Regions from separate parts of the Oryctolagus cuniculus genome. Here regions 2 and 3 are each linked to region 1. The links are chromatin contacts, called in public Hi-C maps. All regions are on one chromosome and are shown on one strand. The core of a region is the stretch at or near the end of the contact, and the rest is flanking DNA. Distances in the headings are between cores, read along the strand shown. Region 1 holds the start of NICN1 (nicolin 1, tubulin polyglutamylase complex subunit). Region 2 holds the start of APEH (acylaminoacyl-peptide hydrolase). Region 3 holds the start of KLHDC8B (kelch domain containing 8B).

Region 1 (3,178 bases), core at 435-2,934:
GCCACAACAGAGAATTGGATCGGAAGTGGAGTAGCAGGTCTTGAACTGGCGCCCATATGGGATGCCAGCACTGCAGGCGGCGGCTTTACCGCTATGCCACAGTGCCGGCCCCCCTCTTTGCCTTTTGAGTAACCATAAAATTAAAAATTGAAAATAAAAAAATTGAGGGGCTGACACTGTAGTAGAGCAGGTTAAGCCACCACTTACTGGAGTGCCAGTTCCAGTCCTGACTCCTCCACTTCCAATCTAGCTTTCTGTTAATGCACTTGAGAATAAAGTGGAAGATGACCCAAGTACTTTTGTCTCTGCCACCCGCAAGGGAGACCAGGACGGAGCTCCTGGCTCCTGGCTTCAGCCTGAGATCTGGCTGTTGCAGGCATTTGGGGAGTGAACGAATCAGCAGATGGCAAAATTCTCTCTCTCTTCCCCTTACTCGGTCACCCTGCCTTTAAAATAATAAATAAGTCTTTAAAAAAATTAAAATACTTGAAGGTAGAATGGAAGAGCAGAAAGTGGTGAGGAGTAAGCTATACTGTCCGGGGCAGACAGTGGCCCCAGAGCAGGCGAGGAAGAAGGCAGCATGCAGGAGGCAACTGGACTGAAGATGCCAGGGATAGGGGATGGCAGGAGTTTTTATTATACTATTTAAAAATGTTTGTTTCAAAGGGAGAGAGAGAGAGAGATCATCCATTCGTTGGTTCACTCCCCAAATGCCGGCAACAGCCAGGTCTAAGCTAGGCTGAAGCCAGGAGCCAGGAGCTCCACCTGGGTCTCCCGAGTAGGTGGCAGGTGCCCAGCGCTTGGGTCATAGCACCTGCTGCCTCCCGGTGCATTCAGGGAAACTGAGCAGTCGGCTCCAACCGGTCTTCTGATGTGGAAGGCCAAGCGGCTCAACCCTGAACCACAACCCCATGCCAGCCTTTTAATCAGTTTAGTGTCTGTGTGAAGGTTCTAATTTGTAGGGTTTTTTTCCTTAAAGATTTATTTACAGAGTTACACAGAGAGAAGAAAGGCAGAGAGAGACAGAGAGAGTGAGAAGTCCTCCGTCCGATAGTTCACTCCCCAAATGTCTGCAGTGGCTGGAGTTGTGTTGATCCAAAGCCAGGAGCCAGGAGCTGCTTCCGGGTCTCCCATGCTGGTGCAGGGGCCCAAGGACTTGGGCCATCTTTTACTGCCTTCCCAGGCCAGAGCAGAGAGCTGGATCTAGAACCGGCGGCCATATGGGATGCAGAGTTAGAGAGAGAGAGAGAGAGAGAGAGAGAGAGAGAGAGAGAGGTGCCAGGGCGTTAACCCGCTGCGCCACAGCGCCAGCCCCAATTTGTAGTTTTTTGATTAAAACAAACAACAAAAAAACTAGGCATCCCTTCAGGGGCTTATTCTGAAATTACCTATTAAAATACTTGGGCTTTTTTCTTTAATAGCTAACATCTGCTTTTGCCTTTAAGGTCAGCCAGTCACTACGCTCATCTGTGTTCTTGTCTTTATATGCTTTACCTGACGACAGCTCAGTGACACAAAAGAGAGAGACCAGAAGCGCCGAGCGGCCCCAGGGTAAACTAGGGCCTGGAACAACACGGCCGTTAGGGGCGCGGCCCGCACTATGCTCTAAGGCTCCAACTGGCATGGGCTGCAGGGGGAGGTCCCCAGGCACTTCCGACTTCCGGCCCGCCCTGAGCATCGGTGATTGGCTGGCCTGGCTGAGCGCGATGGCTCCCGGGAGTTGTAGTTCTTGGGATTAGACTCGAAACGCCCGAAAGGACCAGCGATTGGAGCCCCCGAGCGGTGGTTGCGCTTGGTCCGTGCTGCTGGCACCATGTCGCGGGTGTTGGTGCCCTGCCATGTGAAAGGCACTGTAGCCCTGCAGGTGGGCGACGTGCGGACTTCCCAAGGCCGGCCTGGCGTGCTGGTCATCGATGTCACCTTCCCCAGCGTCGCACCTTTCCAGGTGAGCAAGCCCAGTGGGCGCGACCGGGCCTCCGGGGCGGGGCTGACCCGGAGGGCGTTTCCCAGCCACTTAGTCTTTTATAGAGTCCCAGCAGGGTCGCTTGCCCTGGTGGATTTGTTAACCATTCATTTGTTTATTCTTTCGGTTATCACGTAGACTAGAACTTCAACATCTGTTCCCTATCTCCAGAGATAGGCGAGGGGTCATTTTGTCCCTGGCCACAGCATGGGACCTTAAACAATAATTCACTCCTAATCCTGCCTCTTCATTCCTACAACCCTGTCCCCAAGTGGTCAGATGCAACCCAGTCTTCATCAGAATCCTTCTAAGTGGGTGACTCATGTCTTCAATGCAGAGGACAAAGCCTGGCATTTGGAGTCACTCTCTGCTGCTCTGCTACCTCTCAGCCCCATGTGCCCTGCGTGGTCCTCCCCTAACCTGTTCCTTTCTATTTTCTGGGACACTTAAATTAAAGGGCCCAACCCCGGAAATTCCTGATTCAGTAAGTTTGAGGTAGAGCCTGGACATCCATGTTGTTAAAAAATTGTCTTGGGTGATTTTGATGTGAGCCCAGCAAGGGCAACCAGTGCGCTAGCCAGGCTGAATCACTGGCTGCTGCAGGGGTGGCCGGCTCCCTCCCCGCGTGCTGCTGCTTCAGGTGCTGCTCTTACATTACCGTAGCAAACTCCTCTTTCTTGCCTCTGCTGTGCACTTTCCTCCAGGGTGGGGCTCTGAGCTCTAGCAGCACCCTGGGCGTGTGGCAAGAGCCCAGCTGTGTTTTGTTTGTCTGGCCTATTTATTTACACTGTGAGGACCGGTAGGGAAGTGAGATCCTCTGTGGGCCCCAGTGATGCTTGTGAAGTTGTTTAATGGAAGTCTGTCTTCCAAAAGGATGGAGGAGATGGTGCCTTTGAGTCTGTCGGGGCCTGGGCCTGCATCTGGATCTGAGTCGTGGTGGTGGGTTGTGTGTGTTCTAGCTGCAGGAGATCACCTTTAAGAATTACTACACGGCTTTTTTGACCATCCGTGTCCGACAACAAACTGCACCGCACACACCAGCCAGATGGGTGACCTGCCTTCGGGACTACTGTCTGATGCCCGACCCACACAGTGAGGAGGGAGCCCAGGAGTATGTATCGCTGTTCCACCACCAGGTCAGTTGGGCCACAACATGGCCAGGGGCAGCCCAGATGAGAGGCCTGTGGACTGGCCCAGTATTCCGGGATGGAAAAG
Region 2 (3,178 bases), core at 332-2,831, 230 kb before region 1:
CTTCTCCTCCCCGGGGCCGGTGCCTCCAGCCTTGCGCAGCACCGCCTTCAGGGTGCCTGAAGGGGACTCTCGGCTCAGCAGCCTTGGGGAAGGCACGGGGTGGGCGGTCAGGAACGCCTCCCCCCTCAGCAACAAGCCCAGTCACGCACCCCTACCTGCCACAACCTCCCAGAGGAGATTCTTGAGGTTCTGGCCCACACCAGCCCCTACAGCACCTCAGGGCTCTCCAACTCCCACGGCAGCTGGCCTAGCCTTTCCCTGGGCTTCTGGGGGCTCCAGTCTGGCCCATGCCTCTGGTGCGGACCATGTCACCGGAGAGCCGATGAGCTCCCAAGGGCAGGAGCGCGGCTCCCGGCCTCGCTCTGGGCCCACGCACAGCCAGGCACCTGGCGAGCCTTCGCAAAGGCTTGCGTTAGACGGCGGTGGCCTTGTCCGTGACAGTCCTCCCTCACACTTACTCCCCCCGGGTCTCCACACTGCTGCCTGCAGGCCCTGCAAACACCACTGAATCCTCATCGTGGAACACCAGGTACTGGCGGCAGAATCGGATGTTCTCCATGCGTTCCAGGTCCCTCTGGGTCCATTCTGTGAGGGGAAGTGCGAGACGGCTCAACTTGTCTTGGCCAGTCCTGGCCACTGTCCCTTAGCCCAGGCATGCCCAGATCCACCTTCCCCAACCGCTCTCCAGACACCCTGGGTGCAGGCTGGCCCACGCTGGCCACGCTCAGCCCAGCCTCTTGGAGACAACTCACTACTGCCTCCAGCACCCAGCCTAGAGTCTTGAGGGCAGCCTGGCACGTGACCGAGGAAGGCCCACACTCAGCACCCAGGTCAAAGTTCGACTCCCACACCCTCGACTCTCGCACTCCTGGGCACGGCCTGGTAACGCCCCGCACACCCCTGTGCAGGAACCTTGGGGGGCTTACCCTCCAAGCCCCGGCTTCTCCACACACTCGCGTGCACGGTCACGCAGCGAGCCCCACACGCCCCCTCTACGCCCCCAGAGTGTACGGCCCCGCTGCCACCCAGCTCCCCACTGTACACACACCAGTGTGCACTGTCCGGTAGCGGCCCCCGTACTGCGTGGTGACATCCGGGCCCAGGCAGGCGGCGCTCAGCGCGGGCTGGCGGCTAAGGACCCGGTACAGCGCCGCCGCCTCCTCGGGCTCGCTCAGCAGCACCTGCGCAGGGGACACACCAGGTTCAGGCCCGGCCCGGGCTGCACGGACCACGGGCACCGCGGGCCGAGCCCTCACCTGACGCTCCATAGTCTCCGCAGGCGGGGCGAAGCGGCGCGTGCAAGCGCCCGGAAGTGAGGCCTCGCGGGGCGTAGCCTGGGGCGGCCCGGCCTGTTTCCGCTACGGCCCGGAGGCGATCTGGGAGCCGGGCCTTCGACGAATGGCAGAGGGCCGTTGGCAGACGGGGCGGGACCTTGAGGGAAAAGTCCCGGAGAGGAGGAGGGGACCCTGAGGAGAGCCGCAGGCCTTTCGGGGCAGGGCGAGGCGGGGCTGGTGGGAGGCGGGGTCTGCGGGTCGAGCTGCCCGCCGCTGACTGACAGGGGAGGCAGTGGGATCTCCGAGGAAAGGGGCGGCCCTTTGGAGGCGGCGTGCAGGGGCAGGTTGTCGGGGAGGATCGACAGGGCCAGCGTGAGACTAGGGTGAGGCCAGAGCACTGGGAGGGTGGGGCCTGAGAGGAATGCCGACCAATGAAGACTTGAGGAAGCGGGTGGGGCGGGCCAGGTGGGCTGCAGGGCCGGTTGCAGGGTCGCTCCCCATCCTGGGGGCCTCCCGGGCAGAGGTCGGGACGAGGCTAGGTCCGGGCGGAGCGGAGTTGTGGCATGGCGGGGGGGGGCGGGGGAGGGCAAAGAGGCACGGGGGCGGGGCTCACAGGGTGCTGTCTGGGCTTATCGGCCACCAGACCTGACCCATGAGTTATCAGTCCCCGCAGCCCTCACCGGCTCTTCGCAGGGGCGCCTTGCTGGGGATGGTGAGCCGGTGGGCCCGAGCTCTTGGGTGCAGAGGGCCTGGTGGGGGTCAGGCCCCTCCTAGGCCAAGGGAGCTTCCTGTGGAAACAAAGATCCTGGACAGGCAGGCTTCCTCGGCAAGTGGCACGGGACTGGAGAGGCTGCACCGCAGTCAGGCCAACTGGGACGGCCCCTTCTTCCCCCTCGAGCCCGCCTGCTTTCACACCTAGGTCCCTGCACTCTGCCTTGCCTTTGACTGACATTCCACTTGCCTGGCCTGCAGCCTCCCCTTCCCTAACAGCGACATCATTACTTGAACATTAGTGGTTAAGTAAAAACCATCCCTGCATTCAGAGGTCACCTGCATTTATTGAGCACTCAGTGTGTGCAGGACTGTTAAGGCCAGAACCAGGAGTCCAAGAGTGACCCCAGCCATCTCTGGAAACCGGGAGGTTCATCAAGCGTTGTTTGTGTTAGGAAAATGGAGTATATGGTGCCTGTCCCTCGGAGTGTGTGCAGCAGACTGGCTGTAAACTCCCCTGGTGTGTCTCTGGGGTTGGGCACTGCGCAGTGAACACGTAGAAATAAACGGAAGGCCAGCAAATAGGATGTTCTGCACCGTGGCCTCTGCTGAAGGTGAAAGACAGGAAGGAAGGATATGTCTCAAGATGTTAACTCTAGGGGAAGGGCCAGAGAGGGGATGGTCGACAACAGACGACGGTATTCCTTTCATTTATCTGTGTTTTTAAAATTTTCTGGCAACTCTGGGTTATGAGGTGGGAGTTGGGAGTCGGCAGAGCAGGGCAAGCAGGTGTAGGACTCGTTAGCAGCACCAGGGGGCAGCAGCTGCTCACCTGTCTTCCCAGCACAAGATCGCAGAAAGCTGTGTGTGCAGCCTGGACGCCCACTGTGCAGGTCCAAGCTTGGAGCCTCCACCTCTGTGGGGGGTCCCTTGTGGCTTGACTGACTTGGTGCGAATTCAGCCACAGGCACGCCAGCCCTTCCGCATCTCTTCCCTTTAACCATGACACGAACTTGGTGATTTGCTCCTTTGGTGAAGCCTTGCCACTTTAGAAACCAACCCAGAGACAGTGTGTGGATTGTTTATATCAAGTCTTTTTATTCTGATACCACAGAATTACCTTGTCACAATGCAGGGGGAGGGACACTGAAAGTACCACAAGTTCTCACAGAGCACGGGAGGACGGCACACAG
Region 3 (3,178 bases), core at 452-2,951, 190 kb after region 1:
AGCCATGTGTGCGAGGCCATGTCCAGTGTCTCAGCGGTGTCCAGGGGTAGTCCAGTCCGCCCACAGCCCCCCAGCACCAGCAGGTGTCCATCCTGGTGTGCCACTGTGCCATACACCCGGCAGGTGGGCATGGGGGGGAACACCTGCCAAGCAAAGGCCCGGCCACCTCCTGCAGCCATGTCTCTCACTGCCAGTGGCAGGCCATGCTATCTGCTCAGGCTGCAGGCCTCACTGAGGCGCCACCATAGGGGCTCATCTTGCTTCCACCAGAGTTGCAAGAGGGAGTCTAACCAGTCCAGAGACCTCGCCTTCACCTGCAGAAGAGAGCAAGAACTAGGGTCAGGGCCGCTGATCAGCCCCTCAGCAAATATGAGCAGCCTGCAGCTGAGGGCAGGGCCGGCTCGTAATCTCTGGTGTGAAAGGTAAGGGGGAGGACCCACTGCTTTGGCTAGGGTAACATCAGGGCGGCCCTCCTGGAGCTGGAGGGAGGCGGGACCCTAGACACCGAGCATCTGCCTACGAAGACTGCCCCGGGGAGTCTCTTCCACTCCCCTGCCCTGATGCCCAGGAGTAGCTCGGTCACATCCTGTCTGGGTGGGAGGCACGGTGACTGGAACAGGACTTTCCATCCCAGCACCCTTCTACGTGAAAGGAGACCTACTGTAGCCTCCCCTGACTGGTTTGCAGCAGTGCCTGGGCAGCCTGGGACCAGCCTTCAGGCCCCTCACCCGCTGTCGAGGCCAGACCCCAGGGAATCCTCACAACACCCTCGGAGGCCATTCCACAGGGTTCTGCCACTCCCACCAGCAACCAGCCAGAGCCCGCGATCAATGGAACAGGGGAGCTGGACGCCAGGGTTCCACATTTCCCTGAGGTCCACCCTCAGGGGTTTGTGCAGGCCATCAGGCTCCAGGGTGTCCAGAAGGAGGGGGGCTTGCAGGGGAAGCTCATGAGCCCCGACTCTAAGGTCCCGGAGTCAGGGGCGTTTCCCGCAGCAGTGAGCAGCCGGCAGCTGGGCTCTGGGAACCCGCACAGCCGATCACCTGTGTTCTTCAGCCTCCCCTTTCCCACGAGGGCTCCACTCCTGGACCCTTGGCAGGGGGGGGGCCTCCTGGCCCCAAACTTCCAGCTCGAGGAGGGGGGGCGGGTCTGGGTGAACGCGCTTGAGGCTCTACGCCCCACGCCCCAAACTTCCCCCGAGCTCGGCTCCCGCGGGACTCACCGGCAGGGGCTCCGGTGTCGCCGGGGCGCGGGGCCCGCCGTTCCGCCTCCACTGACGCCGGCTCTGGCTAGGGCTGAAGCCGGGCTCCGGCGGGGCTCCCGCAAGGCTCCGGCGCGGGGCGGGGCTGGGCCGGGCCCGCCCCTCGCCCCCCCACCCCGACTCGGGGAGACCTCCTCCCGCCTTAACCCTGCACGTACCGCGGCCGGGGCAGGGCGCGCCAATCCATGGTGGCACACAAAGGTACAGACAAACGGACATGTGGACAGCGGGCCTGCCAGGATTTAAGATCCGGGCTCAGGCGCGGGTAGAAATGAGGCAGCAGTGAGCGGCACAATATGTGTATAGCGAGGGGGGCGTCGTTCTGAGCCAGACCCGGCCTGGGCGTGCAGGCCCTGGAGTCCTGCTGCGGAAGCTGTTGGGGGGTGGGGTGGGGGGTTGAGGAGCAGTCGCCCTCCCACCGTCGCTGAGCTCTAAGGAGCCAGAAGAAGGACTCCGCGGCGGCGCCCCCTGGAGGCCGCTGGGGACGTGGCCCGGGCCTTTGATGGGGAAGGAGGACTGGGCAGCCCTTACCCGACTGACAAGCAAGGCGCAGGATAGGTTCTGTAGCGAGCTTTGAGGCTGCTGGGAGGACGGAGTGGAACACAGTGCCGGCCTCAGGGTCTTTGTACAGGCCTTGGAGAGAAGGGTCGCTCTGAACAAGGGCCAGGGAAGAGCCAGAGGCCAGGGAACCTGCCACATGGGCACCTTGGCCTTAGGCCTGGGCTACCCTGGGGCTCAAGGCACTTTATGACTTCCACCCCCACCATCCTGGGCCTGCCTGTAGCCAACTCAGGGATCAGGCAAGAACAGACTGGTGTGAAAAGGGCTCAGCACACCTCCCGGGCACTCAGACTGTCAGCTGAGGTTTCTAGCCGGGCCCAAGGATACCTGCCGGAAGAGGTCCTTGCAGCTGTCTTTGCTCACTGCTGTGATGCCTTTCACGTCCAAAGCAGACACGGAGACAAAGATACAAGCGCATGTGTTTAGTGTGGAGGATGAGGCCAGAAGTTCCAGTGGAGGGGCAGCAAGGAGACAGCAGGCAATGAAGGAGGTGTCTGTCGTCCAGTGAGGTGCCGCTGCCAGCAGCCAGGGACAGATCCTAGGCACCAGCACAGAACATGGACCTCACGTGATCGCTGCTCCCCAGAGCAAGGGAGCTGAAGTACGCATTCTCAACTCCTGATCAGCTGTGTGGGGGCATTAACATTCTGGCCCGCGTGACTTCTTTGTGGCCTCCCAGAGAAAGCCGTCAGCCCTTTCAGGGGCCAGCAGAGTCAGAGGGCAACGTAGGGTCGGTTGTGTCAGGGCTCCTCACAGACTGCAGGGATCCCCAACTGGAGGGCCTCGATCCTCCCACCCTACTTCACTCCCAACCTGCACCTCACCTGGGGCACTGGTGCCACCCCCAACACAGTGCTCACACCACCAGAAGACCCTCTAACATTGACCCAAACCTCCTCCCATTCCTTTCCAGTAATCAGGCACTTACAAACGCCCCAGGCCCCTATAGTTTCCCTGACCAAATTCTTGAAGCCTTCTGTCTTCACAGGCCCCACTGCTTATTCATCTGCCGTGTTCGTCTGTAGTCACTGCTTCCCCAAAATCGCTCTTAGCCATGGAACACCATAAAGCTAAAACCAGGGATCCCTATTTGTCCTCAACTGAAATCTTGCTGGTATTTTCAAAAATATACTCCTGATGGCCTTAGCTTCCTCCTGCTGCTTTTTTGCTTTTTATGTGCGCTTCCTCCTCTCCCTCCCCAGGGGGCAGCCTTTCTTCCTGGCAATCCCACACAGGACACTGCCTTCATTTACAACTAGATTTCCACCACTTCTCTATGCTTAGGTGGATGTGGTCTAGGGTCCACTTGGACCATATAACACAAAAAGCAAGGGTTGGATCCTGAGTTCACCTTGT

Evidence for each region. Hi-C and Micro-C count contacts between places; a contact is called where the count stands out from the background.
Region 2: a contact with region 1 is called in a Hi-C map of psoas muscle, with 5 times the contacts expected there. The contact joins the promoter of APEH here to the promoter of NICN1 in region 1. A contact is called at or near these places in 4 of 6 Hi-C or Micro-C datasets (ear pinna, psoas muscle, skin fibroblasts and 1 more).
Region 3: a Hi-C map of an unstated tissue shows a contact between it and region 1, with 2.8 times the contacts expected there. The contact joins the promoter of KLHDC8B here to the promoter of NICN1 in region 1. A contact is called at or near these places in 3 of 6 Hi-C or Micro-C datasets (ear pinna, psoas muscle and an unstated tissue).

Annotation. Positions count from the first base shown.
Region 1 is chr10:99,816,832-99,820,009 of mOryCun1.1, forward strand. NICN1 (nicolin 1, tubulin polyglutamylase complex subunit) reads left to right here and starts at 1,685. Exons shown (of 6, transcript XM_002713185.5): 1 at 1,685-1,945; 2 at 2,923-3,099. The coding sequence starts at 1,814.
Region 2 is chr10:99,589,892-99,593,069 of mOryCun1.1, forward strand. It overlaps APEH (acylaminoacyl-peptide hydrolase), which reads right to left and starts at 1,582. Exons shown (of 22, transcript XM_002713192.5): 1 at 1,257-1,582; 2 at 1,049-1,181; 3 at 459-585; 4 at 1-82. The coding sequence starts at 1,268. BSN (bassoon presynaptic cytomatrix protein) reads right to left here. Exons shown (of 13, transcript XR_007921917.2): 13 at 3,058-3,178.
Region 3 is chr10:100,011,714-100,014,891 of mOryCun1.1, forward strand. KLHDC8B (kelch domain containing 8B) reads right to left here and starts at 1,702. Exons shown (of 6, transcript XM_070050831.1): 1 at 1,420-1,702; 2 at 1-314. The coding sequence starts at 179. It overlaps CIMIP7 (ciliary microtubule inner protein 7), which reads left to right. Exons shown (of 8, transcript XM_008260646.4): 7 at 271-422; 8 at 2,811-2,965. The coding sequence ends at 2,847.